Regions from separate parts of the Mus musculus genome. Here region 2 is linked to region 1. Evidence: chromatin contacts called from public Hi-C data. All regions are on one chromosome and are shown on one strand. The core of a region is the stretch at or near the end of the contact, and the rest is flanking DNA. Distances in the headings are between cores, read along the strand shown.

What was found. A called contact is a pair of places that touch in the nucleus more often than the background predicts.
Region 2: a Hi-C map of the MNK3 cell line shows a contact between it and region 1, with 2.6 times the contacts expected there. The contact joins the enhancer-like site here to the promoter of Ptprf in region 1. A contact is called at or near these places in 4 of 39 promoter capture datasets (hippocampal neurons, liver and maxillary cranial neural crest), 3 of 15 datasets of contacts at CTCF or cohesin (CD8 T cells, the NIH/3T3 cell line and pro-B cells), 29 of 484 Hi-C or Micro-C datasets (the C2C12 cell line, the HPC-7 cell line, LSK cells and 20 more) and 5 of 115 datasets of contacts at active chromatin or transcription factors (double positive thymocytes, embryonic stem cells, intestinal crypt epithelium and 1 more).

Annotation. Positions count from the first base shown.
Region 1 is chr4:118,288,660-118,295,494 of GRCm38.p6, forward strand. It overlaps Ptprf (protein tyrosine phosphatase, receptor type, F), which reads right to left and starts at 2,738. Exons shown (of 33, transcript NM_011213.2): 1 at 2,521-2,738.
Region 2 is chr4:118,327,180-118,334,180 of GRCm38.p6, forward strand. No RefSeq gene overlaps it. Among named protein-coding and RNA genes, the nearest start is that of Ptprf, 39 kb to the left of the region's middle. Within about 2 kb of position 4,897, at least 33 of the 459 cell types and tissues checked have an H3K27ac peak or open chromatin away from gene starts, as enhancers often do. A contact at or near this core is called in the MNK3 cell line, muscle stem cells, myocytes and 4 more, where this site is marked.

The DNA of each region.
Region 1 (6,835 bases), core at 1,488-3,987:
TTGGAGTGACAGTTGATTTTGTCACCCACCTCAGCAGCTGCTAAGAGAGGCTTCCCTTTCTACACAGCTGCTAGTCCCACAGGAAGCAAGACTGCCAGGCCCAAAGTGCCTAGGCCTGTGCCTGGCACACAGACAGCAATCAATAACAGGTTACTGACTCTCTTTTCCTTCCCCACGAAGTGCCTGCTCACTCCCACAGCTGCACAGTTCTCTCGGCTTCTCATAGCAGCCCTGAGGCCCACCCTAGTCTCGATTATCTTTCTACAGGGGACTGAACCTAAGACCCGCAAAGAGATCTTGCCCTGTCACGCTGGAGCGCAGAGGTTGTTCAGGCTGGGGGCTACCTCCTCCCACTGAGGTCCTCAAACTGACTCTAGTACAGGTGACTGGGAAGAAGTATAGAGACAGCACAAAGCACCGGGAACAGTATCTTGCTACACATCAATACAACTCACAAGGCAAGGTTTCCAGCCAGCCTAGCCTTGCTGCAGTTCACCTCACCCCACCCCCAGCAAACTGCTTCTCTGGCACCCAGAACTAAAGTCCTCTTCCCATAGCCCTAAACACATGGGCCTGGACAGAGGGAAGGGGATGCGGCTGCGAGAAGAGAAGGATCCTATTAAAACTGTCCCCATTAGAGGAAGGGAAGAGGACCATGGTGACTCAAGGGAAACAAAACCATGAAGGAACTGTATTAGAAAGTGCAAGAAAGCATGTGTGCAGCAAGGCCTGAGGCTGAGTGTGCAGGGCGCACGCACAGACAGGTGTGCCCTGTGTGCAAGCACAGCGGGTTTCTGCAGGAGGGCTCCTCCTTCCAGGGACTGTGAAGTGCACTGGCAGAATGGAGGGTGAGCTGAGACCCAGAAGGCAGGTGGGAAGGTGGGGCCTATGGGGTATGTGGCCTGAGCCCTAGCTGAGAGTGAAGGCTTGTTCTTAAAGAGTCGTTGGAGCCCTAGGCATATCCACATAATCTGTAAAAACAGGGATTTTCACGCTCCCTGAAGCAAGAGTTAAAACGGAGCCAAAACAGAATACCCCCCCCCTGCCCGGCCCCCGATTTCCTGTCAGACCTCTCCCCTGGATCCTATCAGGTTCCTGGTACCTCCCAGAGGATCCCAGACTGGGCCCTTCATCCAGGAACTACCACTGACTGTCCTTCCTTCCCCAGGCCTACCAACCAGAAAATACTTCCCCGTATTCCCAGGCCAGAGCCAGCACCGGGTCACTCAGGATGCCACCCTGGGCCCTTCAGCAGCACAAGTGGAGTCTTCCTCAACAACAGCCCTTGGTTATCCAGCATCCCCAGGCCGGCCCTGGCTGCTCTCAGGGTGGTCCTCCCTCCCATTCCACAGCTACTGGCAGGTAGAGCTCCCACCCCACCTGCTCCAACTCAGGGGCCCTGCAGAGGGAGGGGGAGAAATGGGGAGAAGGGCTAGCCCCTCCCCCTCCCGGGGTAAGAAGAACCAGAGGGGCCGCATTCCGGAGACGTGGGGGAGGGGGCCTGACAGAGGGGGATTCAGAGACACCAAGCAGAGAGACACCTAAGGAGGGAGCTACAGAGACATGGAGGCACAGAGGCCCGGGGAGAGGGAACAGGGAGACCCGGGGAGAAGGAACACGGAGACTCGGGGAGAGGGAACATGGAAACCTGGGAGAGGGAACAGGGAGACCTGAAGAAAGGGAACACGGAGACCTGGGGAAAGAGGACAGGAAGACCAGGGAGAAAGAACCCGATACTCGGGGAGAGAAACAGAGACTGGAAAGGGAGAGAAACCCACGGCTGGACAAGCTGAGACCGCAGGGAGGAAGATCGGGAGGCAGTGAGCGACACAGGGAGCCGGAGACACCTAGGGAAACCGAGAAAGGCGCCGAGACGAAAACCCGGGCGCAGAGACTGGGGACCAGGCACACCCGAACGGGACGGGACGGGGCGGGACGCCGGGAGGCGACTGAGTGAACTTTCGGAGCGGGTCCGAGCGCACCCGTCCTCCCGGGACGAGCCGCTCTGGGGCCTCGAGGGCGCCGCTCGAGGTGGGGGTTGGGACCGCCCGGCCGGCCCCTCCCCGGGCCGCGCTCCGTACGGAGACCAGGGAAGGGGGGCTCGCAACTCACGCCCCGCTCGTCCCGGGGCCGCACGTGCGCCCGGTTGCCCGCGAGACCCGGCGTCGGCTGCGGCTCTTCCGCCGGCGGGGAGGGGGCGCCGTGGGACGGGGGAGGCGGCCTGGACCCGCCCGGGGCCGGCGGGGGAGGCTGAAGGCCGCCCCCGGAGCGCGACCGCGGCGGATGGGGAACCGGGCGCCCACCGGCGCGGGGAAACTTTGCACGGGGGGTGCGGGCTGCGGCTCAGGTGCGGCGGGGGCTCGGACGAGATCGCGGGCGCGGCAGGTGGGGGCGCGGCCCGGCCTCCGGGCGCCCCCGGGCCCGCCCCCGGCTCAGCTCCACGGACGCGGGGGCAGGGTGGGGATGGCGCGGAAGGGCCGCGCATCGAGGGGCCCGAAGGGGGCTCGGGGGGTCACTCACCGCCTCTCCGGGGGCCGTCGGTCTGCATGTCCCCCCTCGAGCCGCTGAGGCCGCCGTTCTCAGTCCGCCGCTGCCGCCGCCGTCGCCCGCTCCCGCCACCGCCACCTCCACCGCCGCCCGAGCAGGAGCCGGAGCCGGAGCCGGAGCTGGAGCCGGAGCCGCCGCCTCTGCCGCCGCCGCCGCCACCGCTCCCGCGCCAGCTCCAGCCGCGCGCGCCCGCCCGCCCGCGCCCGCGTCCCTGCCCCTGCCGTGCGCGTCCCCGGCGCCGCCCCTCCCCTCGTGCACTCTCGCTTGTAGAGGAGTGGAGCTGTAGGCCCAACGAGGCTGCAGACCAACCCCAAGTCTAAACCGCCTGGAACATCAAAATTGAGCTTAAACCTCAGGAACGAGCGTGGATAGAACCAAACTTAGACACAAAAGTCCAGACCCTCCCAAATCCTCACATGTACGTAATACTTCTCTAGGGTCCCCTGCCGCCAATCCAACCCAGAACCACCTTTAAACCTAATGTTGAGTCCAGACCCTAAAATTTGCCTAGCAATCAGAAAAAGTAGTAATTTTTTTTTTAACTGAACGCCTATAGTGTATGGACTCCAATTACAGATTCGAACACTAAATGGCTTCATTTCTTCTACCTGGCCTAAGTTTGATATTGATAGCAGCCCCAACCCTTGGTCTGAATGGAGTCCGGTATAGATATTGAGACCCTTATACAGAAGAAAATACTATGCTAAGGCAGCTGCCTCACACCGGAGCCCAGTGCTTTCATGTGTTCTAGTCTCTGCTTTATTTCTATCCCAGACAAGAACATTTCCCTGCTGGGATTCTTGATTTTTAAAGAAGATTTTTATTTATATATGTATTTGTGTGTGTACGCCAGTGTGTGTGTGTGCTTGTATATGCATATTCACCGTGTGGTGTTACAGGAGGGTGTGAGGAACCCAGTGTGGGTGCCGGGAACCAGACCCAAGTCCTCTGCTCTTGATTGCTGAACACTCCAACGCTGAAACTCTCAATTCCAATAGAAAAATTGGAACTGGGTCACCAGAGGAGTTGGGGAACACACCCTAATACAGACACTGATCTCAATACCTCTCCCATCTTGGTGATCTTTTAGTATAATAATCTGATCCAACTCTAATAATTGTGCAACCTGAGATGGGACTGGCTTTACAGAAACTCCACACGGACCTTTATCTCTACACCGCTCTTCCCCTGTGCTCTGATCTGAGGTCAACCCCACCCAGAGGCTAACCAATATCCCAACATCTACACTAATTCTAGCAGATATGAATGATCCCCGGTCTCAAGATCTGTTCAGTATACGCCTTAGCATTGAATTCCAGACTCCTTGTCCACAGCCACACCACCCTGAAACCATCCACTTGCATTTGAACTTCACTGACCTCATGTCAAATTCAAATGCACGTGCCACCGTGTCCAGTGTGTGCAGTGCTAGGGACTAAACCAATAACCTGCTTGAAGATTTATATTCCAAGCTGTGATTATAGGGACTTGGTGATCTCCAAACAAGAGCCAGCCTTGGCATCAAAGCCTTCAGGCTCCTCACGTGAAACTATCACTTAGAAAGTCATCAAGGTCACGCCAGCCATTTTCTGTTCCCAATCCCACACCACGAGGCTTCACCATTAAGACAAGAGGTGAGACCCTTCTGGCCTCTACAGCCTGGATCAGGTGAGATCCTTTGTGAAGGCTCTGGTCTCTGCATAGCATCTCTCCGATTTTTCTGAGAATTTAAAATCAGATGAGAAATAAAAACAAGATCTGGGGACTATTGAGGCTCCTGGGTTCTCAATGGTTACCTGCTAGGTTTAGGGATCTGGGTTGAGGATCAAGTTCAGGGGAACACCTAAATCACAGGGCAGCTTTTGTCTTGGAGCTGCATTCACAAGCAGTACGCGTGCGCCCCCTGGTGTACGATAAGGCAATAGGCCTGGCTTCCGAGAATCTGGGCACTTCGGCCCAGATGACAAATAGATCAAAATGAATACTCCTAAGGCAGTGGTTTTTCACCCACGGGTAATTTTGTTGTGCTGTGGGAGAGCTGCTGCAATTTTTTTTTATCCATCTTTAAATATATTTTGTCTGTTTTTCAGAACTCTGACTGTTTAGTTCCCCAGTTTAAAAACATATAATTTTCGACCTCCTTTTCGCTGACTTCTGGAAACAGCTCTTTCCCCTGGCTTTACCGGCCTAGCCTGCCCTCCATGACCACGGGTTCTCCAATTACTTGGCCGCGTCGTCTCTTCATTTCCACGGCTCAATACTAGGTCTTTCCTTCTCCTGCCTCTTTCCACCCCTTGGCCCCCGTGTGAGCTCCAGCTCCTTGGACTAAGCCCCTTCTCTATGCTATGTCTCAGCTGTCCCTCAGATAAATAGAATTCCTGTCTCAGGTCTATCCCCATTCATCTCAGGCAAGAAACTCAGTCACTGGACCAGAAATATAGATCTCCTGCCCAATTGGTCGTCAGTCCTGCAAACTTCGTGAAGGAGACAGAGACACAGATGGGATGAGGAGAGACTGGTTAATTCTGACCTCCACATTAGCCCAACCAAAGCCAAACTCAATTTTTAAATGTTCTTGTACATAGTTATATGATAACTCACCCTTCAACTTACTGAACCTGGAGAGAGTTCATACTTGCTGAGGGACATTGGCTTCTTCCAGAAAGCCACACTTGGGCTGGGTTCGTGAGTTACGTCCCCTTGAGTTGTCACCACATCTACATCTTTGTGTTTCCCTCATCTAAGACTCTAAGGACAGGAGGGATGTGTCTGCTTCATCCACTGCCTTGTTCCAGTGGCCAACAAGGGCGCCAACACTCAGCAGGTGACTGGAATGTATTTATTAAAACAGTGAAGGGCTGGAGAGAGGGCTCAGCGGTTAAGAGCACTGACTGCTCTTTCAGGGGTCCTGAGTTCAATTCCCAGCAACCACATGGTGGCTCACAACCAACTATAATGGAATCCGATGCCCTCTTCTGGTGTGTCTGAAGATAGCTACAAGGTACTCATATACATTTAATTAATTAATTTAAAAAAACAGTGAAGATATTTTTCCCTTCTGTTCACAAGGAGCCACCAGATGTGAATGACCAGGTCAAGAAAGTTTCCCTCACCAGGGCTTAGGCAGTCACCCTGCAATCTTCGGTGGTCTTGGCATTTATGAATAGAGAAGCCCACCTGTCTTTTCTGCTCACCACCCTGAATGTCAGTAATGTGAGGTTTATTTGGTGGTCCTGTACCTCTGCCCAGTTTAGTGGCTGTGATACTCACAGGTAGGAGGGCTGAAGCCCCGCCCCACCCCCGCCCCCTGGCTGAAGGCGGCAGACCCACTCACTGCTAAACTAGCTAGGCTTCTGCTTTGGGTCACTCAGACCTACATTCTGGGGCCACCACAGCCATCTCAGGCTCTCAAACTATTGGTCTCTGTCCCATCTCTCACCTACTTTTTGGCCCCTATTTGGTATAGTACATATGAAGGCTGGGCAGAAGAACACTGGGACCCCTATGGTCTAATTTCAGAATGTATAGCACCTGGCTGCCCACAAACTCAGGGGAATGAAACAGAGGCTCAGGCCCTGAGGCCACAGGATGAGAGAACAGTCTTGGGGGGGGGGACTAGATGGCATATGAAGAAATAAAGCCAAGTCTCAGACCAGATTGTCAAACTCTGAGCACAGGGTCCATGCAGACCTGCCCCTGCTGCCCTGCTCCGAGGCCTGGAGGGGAGGCATGTCCTTGTGCTCATATGTGAAGGCCAAGTGATGTCTCCTGGCAGCAGTGCTGTGTCTGCTGTGTCCCAGCCCCAGGGTGCAGGGTGAGGGAAGCGCCAGATGTCAGTTCCCACTCTCTATTCACCCTTTGTCCAGATCCTGGGCCCACTGGATGCCCCTCAAGTTCATGACGTCAGTACATCTCTTAGCTGGTTGAAATCGAATTACATTTCAGCCTGAGTCCCCACCCCACCAGGTCAGCAGCAGTTCTGTTATCCCTCACAGCTGCCTTTACCCTCCCCTTGCTGAAAGTGCAAGAATTCTGGGGCTTTGCACAGCCCCAAAGTTGGTCCGTCTGTGCTCCTGAGCCTTTCAGGGAGAGCTTTAAACAGATACTCGAACAGTGGCCATCACTGTAATGGGGTATCCCACTATGCACTGTCCACTTCTCCAAGGCCTCACTTTCCCATCCTCATTCCCCCTTCATCCCAGGCTCTTTCTAGGCAGCTCCACCCTTCACAAAGCTTCAGCCTTTAGTCCTTGGCGTGGTTCCCCCTGCCCACCCCCCCAGCCACCGA
Region 2 (7,001 bases), core at 3,647-6,146, 41 kb after region 1:
TCTTTTCTTTTTTAAAAAAAGTTTGAGACAGGATTTTACTATGTATCCCTGGCTGGGCTATAACTCACTATGTGGACCAGGTTTGCCTAGAGATCTGCCTGCTTCTCCTCCCAAGGGCAAAATTTAAAAGCATACATTAAATAAGAAGAACAACTAGAAGTTAACATGCTAAACTTCAACCTTAAAAAAAATTTGTAAAAAAAAAACCAGATGGTGGTGGCTCATATCTTTAATCCCAGCACTCAGGAGGCAGAGGCAAGTGGATCTCTGTGAGTTCCAGGCCAGCCTGGTCTACAGAGTGAGTTCCAGGACAGCCAGGACTATGTAAAGAAACCTTGTCTTGAAAAGCAAAGAAAATCTATAAAATAGAGATAAAATTAAAACCGAAGCCTGAGGGGGAAAAAAATCACAAAAATTAAAGCAGAAGTAAAATATAGAATAGAAAAATAACAATGCACTACATGCATACAAACATATATGCACACATGCATACATACATATATACACACATGCATATATACATATATATACATATGTATATATGCAAACATACACACATGCATGCATACAAACATAGAGACATGTATATATACAAACATACAGACATGCATATACATAAATATAGACACATGCATGCATGCATATATACACACATGTACATACATATATACACACATACATGCATACAAATATACACACATGCATATATACATATATACACATGTACATGCATATACACACATGTATATGCATTATGTATGTATGCATGTATATGTGTATATTTATACATGCATACATACATGCATAATATACATGCATATACATATATACACATGTACATAATGCATGTATACATATATGCACAATGTATACATACACAGATACATACATATATATACATGCACATACATACACATATACATAAATAGAAATATACCCACACATACATATATACACATATGCATACACACACCTATATATACACACATGCATACATACACACATGATTTGAGGGTTAGAGGTTGCTCTTGAAGAGGGCCCAGGTTCAATTCCCAGCACTCACATGGCAGCTCACAACTGTCTGTAACTTCAGTTCTAGGGATCTGACACCCTGTTATGACTTCCTTGGGCATCAGGCACACATACAGTACACAGACATACACAGACAAAACAATCATACATATAAAATAATCTAAACCCAACAGAAATAAATAACTTTAAATTAAAGATAAAAAGATCAACAAAACTGGTTAAGATTCAAATCACTAAAATTGGGTGTGAAAGTGAAACAAATAGAAATGAAAAGATTATAATGGAGTTCTATAAACATTGTATCTCCATGGATGTGATGGGTTATTTTGGGTGTGTAGCTCTGAGGTAGAGCGCCTCCATATCTATAAGAGTGAGGCCCCGGGGTCAATCCCCAGCACCTAAAAAAGGGAAGGGAGGCAGGGAGGAAAGAAGGAGAGACCGGATACAGGTCGACTCACTAGTAAATTCTGTCGGACACTTTATTTTTTTTGAGATTTTATTTATTTTATTTTATGTGTGTGAATGTTTGCCTGAATGGATGTCTGTGTGCCACATGTGTGCAGTGCTTAGAGAGGGCATCAGATTCCTTGGGACTGACTGGAGTTATAGACAATTGTGAGCTGTCATGTGGGTGCTGGAATTGAACCCAGGTCTTCTGGTACCAAACAAAGTTATCAAGAAAACAAGCAAGCAAGCAAACAAACAAACCAACAAAACAAAAACAAAATCCTACAGAGCCAATACATCTCATAGGCATGAATAGAAAATCGTCAATAGTTTTAAAATATCTATTTATTTATGTGCATGTGTGTCTGTTTGAGTGCATACTGCATCGGTGCCTGTGGAGCCCCAGAGGGATCTGGAGCCCTTGAAGCTGAAGTAATGGGCAGTTGGGAGCCACCTAATGTGGGTGCTAGGAACTCGGCCTGCGTCCTCTGCAAGAGCAGCAAGTGCTTGCTGAGCCATCTCACGGGGCCCAAATCAGCTCTTTCTATATGTTAGTGATGAATTCTGAAAATGGAATTTAAAAACCAACTCTAGGGGTTGGAGGGATGGCTCAATGGTGAGAGCACTTGAGGGCCTGGGTTTGATTTCTAGCACCCACAAGGGGGTTCACAACAATTTGGGGGGTTATGTTTTGTTTTGTTTTGGTTTTTTCTTTCTGACCCTGCTGGCTCTGGCCCAGAGATCCATTCATCTACTATATGTAAGTACGCTGTAGCTGTCTTCAGGCACCCTAGAAGAGGGCGTCAGATCTCGTTACGGATGGTTGTGAGTCACCATGTGGTTGCTGGGATTTGAACTGAGGACCTTCGGAAGAGCAGTCAGTGCTCTTAACCACTGAACCATCTCGCCAGCCCCATTCACAACCACTTGTAACTCCATTTCCAGGGGTCAGCACATACATGGTATATATACATACATGCAGGCAAAACACCACTTGTACACATAAAATATATATCAAAGTACATCCTTAAAAAAGCAAACCATTTTTCTTCAGTAGAATCAAAATGAATAATTCATATAAATTTGACAAAAGATGTCCACGACTTCTATATTGACAAAATACTGTTGAGAGGAAGATATCCAAGTCAATAGGAAGATACTGTTTCTGTGGTTGGAAAAACCCAATATTAAGATCTCACTAGTCTCTAAATTTAATCCATCGAATCCCTATCAAAATTCTAAGTATCTCTTCTTCAGAAATTGGCATGATTATCCTAAGATTTATTTATTTGTCCTTTTTTAGAAACAATATATTTATTTATTATGCATACAGCATTCTGCCTGCATGTATGCCTGTGCCAGAAGAGGGCACCAGATCTCATTACAGATGGTTGTGAGCCACGATGTGGTTGCTGGGAATTGAACTCAGGACCTCTGGAAGAGCAGCCAGCACTCCCAGCCTCTGAGTCATCGCTCCAGCCCTTATCCTAAAAAGGATCCCAGTAACCAATCAATCGTCTTGGAGAAGGACCAAGTTGGAGAGCTCCTACTTAATGATTTCAGAATATCCATCAAAAGCTCTCTGTGGGCTTTCTGGCCACCCTGACATGAGCTGCTTTGGGACGTGCCTGTACACAGGGTCTCAGCATCCGGATAGTCAGCCTTGCCTCAGACCTAAAGCAACGGAGCCTGCAATCGCCAACAGAAATATCAGAGATGGACAGCTTTCCTTTGCATTTGTCTTCCTCCTTTCTTCCTACCCTCCCTCCCTGCCTCCCTCCCTCCCTCCCTCCCTCCCTCCCTCCCTCCCTCCCTCCCTCCCTCCCTCCCCCTGTCCTTCCCTCCCTTCTTTCCTTCCTTCTTCCTCTTTCTTTTTTGTTGTACTGGCAACTAAATCCGGGGAACTCATGCATGCTGGCTAAGGCTCTACCACCGAGCTAAGAACCAAGGCCTTTTTCAGAGATTTCCAAAATACTTTTGTTACAATGTGACAAAGATCTCTACGAAGTCCTTTGTCGGGGCCTCTTGGAATACTGTTCCTTTATCCCAGTGTATTGGAGGAAGGGTGGGAGAGGTGGAGGATAGGGGATAGGGGTGATGGTGGAGAGTGCTCCTTCTCTTGTTACTTTAAGGAGAGCATAAGTGTGTCATTCAGCAGACAGACAAACAGCCAACCGTCCTCTCTTCTCACTTTCCTGTAGAAAGTTGAGTCCCTTGAATCTGGAGTGGCCCAGGAGGACCATTTCCAGGAATGGTTCAGACTGGACTCTAACCCAGCCTCGTCTCCTCTCTGCGGTGAGGACCAGGCAGGACACAGCAGACAGGGCACATTACGGGGTCAGGATTCAGCCTTCTTGACTGACTGTCTCAGTGCCTTCGAAAGCTGGTGTCTGTCAGCAGAGACCATGGAGCAGTGTGGTCTAGGTTATACAGCCAGATGCCACACCTCAGGGCTAGCTTCTTTAAGCTGTCTCTCCAGGGAAGTCCTTCATCATGTTGGGTCTTAGCTGTCTTCCCTGTGCGGTATGAATCAAGTTCTGCATTCAAGCTATTGCAATACAGAGGATTTCTAGAGATATGTGGAATAGTGAGGCATGTCCCTCACCATAAAAAAAAAAAAAATCCACAGAGTTAGGGCAAGCCAGTTGGCTCAGCCAGCGAAGGTGTTCTGAAGCCTAATGATGAAAGTTCCGATGCTTGGAACTCATGATCGAAGCACTCCTAAAAGCTGCTCTCCACATGCATACCATGGCACATGCCAATTGGAATACACACACACACACACACACACACACACACACACACACACACACACACACACACTCCACAAGTAGTAAATAAAATAAAAACAAAAACGAAGGAACTCATTTAAAAGTAGCTGCCTAGACCCAGCCTCTCCTTGGCTACCTCTACAGCTCTGTGCCGGAGAAGCAGCATAAAGGTGGCTCTCTGTGGCTTTCCACGCTTGGGCTACACTGTTTCTACGACTGGACCTGCCGGAGGGAAGCTCTTTCATGCCACAAAACAGTTTATCGTTGTTCTGTTTCTTGAGCAGCTCGTCTGACCTTACACCTTCAGGGAGAAGCTTTCCCAGGATCCCAATAGCCTTTGGACTAGGGAGCGATCTTGGGGTAAAAAGCAATTTGGGGTTAAGGAGGTATCTTGCACTGAGAAGCAACTTTAGTCCGAGAGCTATTCTACTGGAAATGTTAGCTCTGCTCTGTAAACATGACACTCGAGCATTTCCATGCCCTGTTTCTTGGCCCAAGGGTTTTGTTGTGGTTAATACTGTGGTCTGTCTATTTTATGCTTCATCTTCCTGGAAACAGTAAAATGTTTAGCTGTCACACATTCTTGGCTCGTGCTTTGCCTTGGGCCAGCTGTGTCACTGTGAGCAACACAATGGAATCTCAGGACTTTAGACCAGAGAGAACCAATACAATCCCTTCACTGAAGGGAAATGAGGCATTGAATGAGGTGAGGAAGAGAGATTGGACCACAGAAATGTCAAAGTGGCCCTTTTCAAGGTCATCTCTGTTCGCCTGTCTCTATAGAATCTGCCTCTCCAGTGTGTAAAACAAACCTTGGAGTAGGTAGCCACTGGATATCCTTCCATGCACAAGTTTCACAGCTATTTCTCTGTGTGTAAATCAGCTGTGTCATTAAATTCTTTATAGAGAGTCCCCCGGTCAAGTATTATGATCAAGCTATGTCATTAACATAGATGGACATATTTGTGTACCTTTGCAGGTTCAGAATTTATTGAATAGCTATGTGACAAGCCATATATTTTTTAAAATCAAAATATACTGGAAAGCTATGGTAATTGGCACAGTATGGCACAGCACAGAGGTAGCCATTTAGAATAAATGCTAGGGGCTGGTGAGATGGCTCAGCAGGTAAGAGCACTGACTACTCTTCCAAAGGTCCTGAGTTCAAATCCCAGCAACCACATGGTGGCTCACAACCATCCGTAATGAGATCTGACGCTCTCTTCTGGAATGTCTGAAGACAGCTACAGTGTACTTACATAAACAAATCTTTTTTAAAAAATAGAATAAATGCTAGGATAAAAGGGAGGTTCTGTGGTCAGTTGGTTCTCAGCAAAGATGTTAAGAAAGAACACTCCTTTGACAAACAATGATGGGTAATTATCCACCCACCTGGAAAGAAAAGAGTTGAGATCTCCCATTGGACACCTTGTACAAATATCAACTCAAAATGGACCAGATTTAAATGTGAGAGTCAAAACTATAGAATGCTTAGAAAAAATATGCAGCTAAATCTTTATGAGCCTGCTTTAAGCAAGAGCTTATTAGATATACCATCTAAAGAAAAAGCAACCAGATAAGAAATAGGCAAATTGGACTTCACCAAATTTTAAGATTTGGGCTGGGGAAACAGCTTAGTGGGTAAAGTGTTGGCCGTGCAACCATGGCGACCTGAGTTTGATCTCCCCAGAACGTATGTAGAAGGCAGACAGGGTAGCATAGAGCCTGTAATCCCAGCATTGGTGAGCTTGGGGGCGGTGGCAGACCCAGGCAGATCCCAAATCCCAGGGACTTGCTAGCCAGTAGTCTAGCTGAAATGATAAACCCCAGGTTCAGTGAGAGACCTGTTGTCAAATATATATATATGTGTGTGTGTGTGTGTGTGTGTGTGTGTGTGTGTGTGTGTGTGTGTGTGTGTGTGTGTGAGAGAGAGAGAGAGAGAGAGAGAGAGAGAGAGAGAGAGAGAGAGAGAGAGAGAGACTAGAGAGATGGCTCAGTGCTTAGGAACCCTGGATGCTCTTCCAGATGACCCAGGTTTGATTACCAGCATCCACATGGTGTCTCACAGCCATCTCTAACCCCAGTACCCAGGATCTGATGGCTGTCCTGGGCTCCTTGGCCATTGCACGAATATGACATACATGTAGGCAAAACACCCCTACACATTAAATAAACATAAAGGAGATAAAAAGTTGGATGTGTGCGTTCTGGCAACTCCAGAGCTGTAGTGCGGGAAGACAGGAGGACCTCAGCAGCTTTCTGGCTGCCAGTCTAGCTCTAGTTACAAGAAGGGGCCTCATCTCAAGGACTAAGGCAGAGCATGATAAAGCAGTACACTCAACATCTTCCTGTGACTTCCATGTGTACACCTCATCTCCATGCTTCATGCACATCCCACTGAATTCCATGGACTCGACAAATGCAGATGCTGGAGCTGTGGTGCCGTGCAGGTTGGGGAAGAAAGATACTGAAGTCACTATAACATAAACAAGTTTGTGCGCGTGTGCTTGTGCGTGTGCATGTGTGTGTGCATGTGCGTGTGTGTGTGTGTGTGTGTGTGTGTGTGTGTGTGTGTGTGTGTGTGTGTGTGTGTGTGTGTGAAAGCAGCTTGAATGTGACCAGTGATGGCTGTGGCTTCCAGATGATGGATGCCCTGGATGTACACAGGGACGACTGTTTCAATCTTTTTTTTTTTAAAGATTTATTTATTTATTATATGTAAGTACACTGTAGCTGTCTTCAGACACTCCA